Linked DNA regions of Anas platyrhynchos: region 2 is linked to region 1. Evidence: chromatin contacts called from public Hi-C data. All regions are on one chromosome and are shown on one strand. The core of a region is the stretch at or near the end of the contact, and the rest is flanking DNA. Distances in the headings are between cores, read along the strand shown. Region 1 overlaps SLC4A7 (solute carrier family 4 member 7). Region 2 overlaps SLC4A7 (solute carrier family 4 member 7).

Region 1 (3,512 bases), core at 980-3,479:
AGAGCTTTCACCTGATTTCACAACACCAAGGACAACTTCAGAAGGAAGGTGGAAATTTACAGTACTTCCTACCTAGTATTCTTAACTACACTCCCATTACTTTGTTTTTTAAAGGTTTGTGAACTCTATAGACTTTACACGCCTTCACATTGTAACTAGGGAGACTGAAACACAAAAAACTGTCTTGCCCCAAAGACACGTCCAACAGGCATCAGCACCTACAGCAGCATCCAGATCTCCCAGGAAACAGAACATGAGCTTTATTTTACCTATAAACAAACATGAAACTTGTTAACAATATATTAAGAATTCAGTGAGCTCTCAGATAACAACCTAAGTCTAGTTCTCAGCCCATAAGTGTACTGAGAATAATTAATGATTTGACAGCAGAGAATTCAAAATACTAAAGTTCACAAGCAAAACACAGCTCTCCAGGATGAGCAGTAAGACTGCAAGCAGGTAATTGCAGTCTTATTGCAAGCATTATTGCAGCTGTAAGACACTCACAAAAATAAACTTCCAAGCATTATATAAACATAAATAGATGCTTAGTGCTGTGCTCCCATGCAACTAAACCAGCATGCCCCAGGTATGAGTTTTTCTCATCTGCTGCAATGTAAAAACTGAAATTATTTCTTAGAAGACAATTTATAGTTCTGAGGGCTGGAATGATTCTGACTCAAATTCATTCCACAGTATCTCATGAAATATACAATCAGGAACATCATAATAATCTAACAGACTGTACAAAGTTCTGTTGTGTTTGGGCCTTCAGTGTTGAGGATAAATTATGCAACAACATCAGCCAATGCAAGGGCATCAGCCAACAAAAAAAAAGAGAGAAGGATTATTATCAATGAATAGCTGTCTTGCAAAAATAACAGTTGTTACAAGTATGTTTACAAAACTGGAGTTGCTAAAAAAATATTGACACAATGTGTCTATGAGAAATTAATTTCAACTAGAACATAATATTTACATAAACCTGCATGTTTTCCCTCTCTGTTGTGAGAAGAACTAGATAGCAAGGTTTACTAGTTTAATAACATTATCACAAGCACAGCACATCTCCCAGGGCTCAGCTAACAGATGTCAGCAGTTCACACAGCAAAGCTACAAAGAGCCCTGAAATGCCGCTCAAGACTGCTTAACGGCACTCCACGTGGCAAAATCTTTACCAGCAGATGAAGCATAACCAGCCCTCTCAGATCAGAGATGCCAACCCCAAGAACTCCTCAGGGAGGAGTTGTGTTGCTCCTCCCTGGGGCTGGTAATGGATGGCAGCAGCCTCATCCACAAGAGGTGCTGCTACCCTTGAGGTGCTGAGTGGCCAGGTGAAGGAACTGCAGGACAGCATGAACACACTGCACAACATCACTGAAGATAAACATGAGGTCCTGGCAGGTCTGCAGCCTGCTGGATGTTTGGATCAAGGTTGTTTCAGAAAAAAATGTCAAGGCTCATCCAGCCCTCAGACTATTACCCTTTCCCACTTGCCCACAGGGACACCAGCAACACTTCCAAAAAGAAAATCATTACTGTTGAGTGAATCAAGAGTGACTGCTGAGCACCACGGGAAGGATGAAGAGGCCCAAGTGGTATTCTCAGTCCCTCGAGCGAGGAGAGAGTCAATATCCAGTTAACAGCAGAGCAAATATCTTTACCACCAAACTCCCTTAGCTTGTGAATACGGCTGTAATATGGGCATGGTGAAGAAAAGCTTAAAAACTTAAGTGAAGATGTGGAAAATCCAAAAGGGAGAAGATGCTCTTGTCCCCCTTGTGGAAAAGCCATAACCAAGAGCCCATCTCCCTCAGGTGCTTGCACTCACAGCATGGAAGGTAAAAGGCAGACTTCGAAGTCAGAGCTTCTTACAGAGTGAGGGTGCAACAGCTTGCATGGCTGCAGTGATGCAGGTTCTTGGGAAAGCCAGGCTGGGAAGTTGAAGAGCACAGATCTCAATCAGATTTCAAAGGGATGTCTTCAACACACGGAGCTTTGCTTGAACAAATGACAACACACTCCAAGACCTTATAGGTAAGGATCAGAGAAAAGTCCAACAGGATTGACATTGCACTTGATGCCCACTACAGATCTCTTCATGAAGAAGAGGAGTAAGAAGAATCCTTCCTTTAAAAGCTGGAGGAAGCTCTATGATTGTGGGCACTGGTACACATCAAGACCTAGACCCACAATGGTATCTGCTGGTAGAGCATGGTCAGGCACAGCACTCCAGCAGATTTCTCAAGCGTGTGATGATTTAGTGTGTGAGTCAACCGGTGAAGATGCTCTGCTGTACTTGCTCACAAACAAGGAAGAAACAGACAGGGATGTGAAAGTCAGAAACTGGCTTGCCTGCAGCAACCACAAAGTTGTGGAGTTTCAAGTCCTGGGAGAAGCAAGAAAGACAAATAGTACAGTACACAGCACAGGACTCAGTACGTGCAGTTCTAACATGGGACTTCACGAGAGCAGAATGCAGCCTGTTCAGGACTCTTCTCGGTAAAATCTCAAGGAATGCTACCGTGGAGGGTAAAGGGTAAAAGCCTGGGAGAAGTGGCTGATCTTCTTGGACAACCTCCTCAAAGCACAGAACAGCTCATTCCTCAATGCACGAAGTCGTGCAGGCCTGACAACCGGACAGCGTGCATGAAAAGGCAACCTGTGACTGAGCTCAAATGTGAAAACAGAGCACATAAAAGGTGGAAGCAGGGGTAGGAGGAACACGCAGGCATTATCTGAGTGTGCTGGGGTAGAAACAGACAAGCCACAACTCATCTGAAACTACCTGTTGTTGTTCAGCAGTAGGAATGAGCAACAGATGTGGAGGGCAGTAAGAAGGGGAGAAAACTTTTTTTTTTTTTTAACTGAAGTTAAACAACAGAGGCAGAAAACAAGTCCGTGCAACAAGATCTATCTGCTGTACATCCTTTTCTTACACATGCAAAAGAGTATCTGATGAATCACGGCTTCTAAATGTGAACTCAGTCTGATCAGTTAGCAATAAACATGATTTATTAGCTGCAGTAGCTTATTCATAACCTTGTCTGAAAGAACGAACTCACAAGTGCTTCAGCTTCGCGTGACTTCTGGGATCCAGAACACAGCAGCCTCAAACTCTTGACAAGGCAACAGAATTTCTGCACTGGGAAGCTATTGCACTCCAGAAACCAACACCAAGTGAAATTCCACTACAATCTCTCTCCCTAACACAGGTTTGCTTTAACCTTTTTCCATTCTTTGGTAACAGACCATCAAGACAGCTTGATTAGTGATTCTCAAGTCTAATGATAATTCTACTCTGCTAATGGAACAGTTGCAGTGTTCAGAAGTGGTAGTTTTGTTGTAACAAAATTTTAGGTTTCTCTAGCAAGGAATAACTGACACCGTTATCCTTACCATAACCTAGGTATTTACAGTCACTTAGCTGTCTCTCTCCATCCAAAAATAGATCCAAGTCAAGACACAGCCAGTATGTATTTACTATATTTCCATTAGTCATGGAAAAAACA
Region 2 (3,246 bases), core at 529-3,028, 56 kb before region 1:
AGCCTAAATAGGTGAGATGAAACTCGTCAAACTGTACACTAAAGGATTCTAGCTAGTTCAAAACTATGGGCTACACAAGACTGCCAGTGCCTATTGCCAGCACAAAATTAGCTATTTTATAATCCAGATTAAAGCATAACACAGTTTAAAATATAAGTGAGAATCTTATCTATTCCAATTCATTATTTTTCCAAAGTATCATCAATCAGGCCACCCACATTTTTAAAAGCTGGCTAGGAATTTTTGCATATAACGGGCTAGATACTGAAAAATATCTTTACAAATATCTATAGCTTAATTATGTTTAAAGTTAAATCCGTCTTATGAGATTCAGAACAAGGAACAAGAGACATATGCTAAACTTCAACCAAAATCATTGCATTTCAATATCACTACTCCAGTAAGCAGTTATAGCTTTGTTTTTGATCCGAATTCTCTACATTGATGAACGAACCTATATTTACTTAACAGCATAACATTTGGAGTATGGAGATATTTTCTAAATGGAAATACAAAAACAAATGTATATAAATCGGTTCAAGTGGGTAAGTTACCAAGAAATTAAAAAGCTTTTTGTAGCTTCTCAAAATTTTCAAAATTAAATACTAAGTAAAATTTGTAACTAGGAAAAAATTGGTTTATTCTGAATTATACATAAAAGCCTTAACAAAATTTTCCATTCCTGTGGAAAAAAAAAGTTTTAGCTATTTAAAGATAATTCTGTGGGTAGAAATGAGCTTTTGTTCCTTATACCATCTGCAAAAAGGCAAGATAAGAGTATGATGAAGCTAAAATTGTAAAAATTAAAACAACGCTTATAATTCCTTCTTGCAAAGGTATGAGAAAAATGTAAATCACTTAGAAGTTTATCATTTTGGGGATAACTTTATACATCTTCTCCAGAATTTCTCAGTTGATATAATTTCCGGTATGCAATATTAACATATAGTCCTATTCAGTTGCATTTCCACTGTTAGAGAGGTGGGGTTTTTTTGGCAATTATTTCAGAACAGAACAGTAATGCAACTCAACCGAAAAGTTCCTTTGATTTTTATTTCAGATCTAAAAGAAACATAACCAAAACAGTATTCTTTGCCACTTTATATTCTTTGTTATTCCACTTCATACATGTTTAATAAAACAGATTTGCATTAACGGAAATTTTTAGTACCTAGCCCAATACTGAAAATTGTATATTCCTGGTATAATTATGGTAATTGCATGCTTTTGATAATTAAAAATTAAAACTCAACACTTAAAAGTCAGTTAGTTAAATCAAGCAGCATCTTATAAGAAATCCTTCACAAACGTGTTGAGAAACACTGCCACAGGCTTGAAAATGCTTTAAGCACACTGCCATTTATAGGCAAGAACCCAACACTTGAAAAGGAAAACAGATGCGTTCTGACACATACAATGGTGTTGTTTGTTTGTTTATGTTTAAATGCCATCATTAAATCTATGGAGATTTATCACTTTTATTTCTTTATGGTAGCTAGTATTTAGGGAAGTGAACACACCTTCCAGTTCTCTCAAGTTCGGGTCCAGCATGATGGCCTTCTTCTTTAAGAGTCTCTCCTGTAGGAGTAGATCCATTGGGAAACTTAGGTATCTTTCTTTTCTCCTAAAGAAGGAAAAAAAAAAAAAAGCCACACAAGACAAACACATACTTCAAATTATACTTTTTAGTGCAACCGCGAAGAGTGTACAGAGACTTGCCTTCCAGGCCTTTTTAGAATCCCAGCTTATCAGCAGCTCTCCATGTGCCAAATTCCTCTTTTATTGAATACAGATGACCAAAATTGTGCAACACTCCCAAAAAGATCTTATTAGTGTCTTGCACAACAGTACTAATCTTCCCTTTCTAAAAGAATTATCTCCCCTGAGACATGATGAAACAAAGTCTGCCTTTTCAAGACATAGTATAGGCTCAGCCACGTGGCTTAGACATCTTCTTAAGATTTTTTTCTCAGTCATTTCCAGAGCAGAAGCCTCCAGCTTGCAACAGAAACTGACCTCACTCTATAACAAAGTACAGTATTAAGTACAAATGTTATTGTAACTTGAAAAGTTATTCATCAAGCTCACCATCTCATCACAAATTTCTCAGTCAATCTTGCATTCCAGAAAAAAAAAAAGAAAAAAAAAGAAAAAGGAAAAAACACTTAGCCTTGCTTATTCTGGCAACAAATTAATTGCTAGCCTCACACTACTCATGAGATAAGCTATACTGCTGTCCCCCCTTCCATTCCAACCACTTCCCTAAATAATCACATAATTCAACACCAGCTCAGCCTTGTGAACGAAGAACACCGGTCTTCCTCCCCATTTTTGATCCCTGTGGCAGTAATTTCCCTCAGTAATAAAGAGGCAAAAAGGAAAGAAGTCAGAGGCCACTAAGGTCTCACCCTGACTCTCAGTTCTAAGCCTTGTAGCACAACCAGACACTTTTATCTATTTCATAAATATTCTGTAAACATTAATTACTAGCCAATACACATTAAAACTTATTTTCAATCAATGTCGCATGCAAACAAAGGTGTGTTTTTTGGTAAGAATTACAATACTCTTGCTGTTCATTGTTAGATTAAATTTGTTAATATGAACCCAAGTACAATTTTGGATCAACTCTCCATCTCAGACAGCTTCATTTCAGTATTACAAAAAGAATTACAATAAATACATGTGGTGGTTTTATGACAGTCAACTAAACTCCACTACACTGCTCAAAGAAGAGGAGAAAATGTAATGAAAAAAAAGCTCATGGGTTGAGATAAGGATAATTAAAGAGGAAAGAGAAAAAAAAAATAAGCAAAGACCATAGAAAGAAAATAAGTTACTCTCAACTTCCCACCAGCAAGCAATGTTCAGCCACATTTTGGGAAGCAGGGCCTCAGTACACATAGAAGTTCTCTGGGAGGACAGATGCTTTCATAACACGAGTCCTTCCTTCTCCTTCCCCAGCTTTTATTGCTGAGTGTGACATATGGTATGGAATATCCCTTTGGTCAGTTTAGGTCAGCTGCCCTGGTGATGTCCCCTCTTCACCTCTTGCTCAACTCCATCCCACTGGCCCAGGGGTGGAGAGTCTTGACGCTGTGCCAGCACTGCTCAGCAATAAACAAAACTGGTGATATATAGGTGCTGTTCTAGCTACAAGTGCAGAGCACACAGAACTGTATGTGCTGCTGTGGGGAAGGTTAACTCCATGCTGGTCAGACCCAGTACTATAAAATTTACTTAAAA

The links. A called contact is a pair of places that touch in the nucleus more often than the background predicts.
Region 2: a Hi-C map of F1 follicle shows a contact between it and region 1, with 2.8 times the contacts expected there. The contact joins two enhancer-like sites. A contact is called at or near these places in 5 of 8 Hi-C or Micro-C datasets (F1 follicle, liver, skeletal muscle and 1 more).

Annotation. Positions count from the first base shown.
Region 1 is chr2:118,370,623-118,374,134 of IASCAAS_PekinDuck_T2T, reverse strand. All of the region lies in intron 1 of SLC4A7 (solute carrier family 4 member 7), which reads right to left. Among named protein-coding and RNA genes, the nearest start is that of SLC4A7, 54 kb to the right of the region's middle. Within about 2 kb of position 2,229, at least 2 of the 8 cell types and tissues checked have an H3K27ac peak or open chromatin away from gene starts, as enhancers often do.
Region 2 is chr2:118,426,528-118,429,773 of IASCAAS_PekinDuck_T2T, reverse strand. It overlaps SLC4A7 (solute carrier family 4 member 7), which reads right to left. Exons shown (of 26, transcript XM_072033453.1): 12 at 1,521-1,624; 13 at 1-3. Among named protein-coding and RNA genes, the nearest start is that of NEK10, 26 kb to the left of the region's middle. Within about 2 kb of position 1,778, at least 2 of the 8 cell types and tissues checked have an H3K27ac peak or open chromatin away from gene starts, as enhancers often do.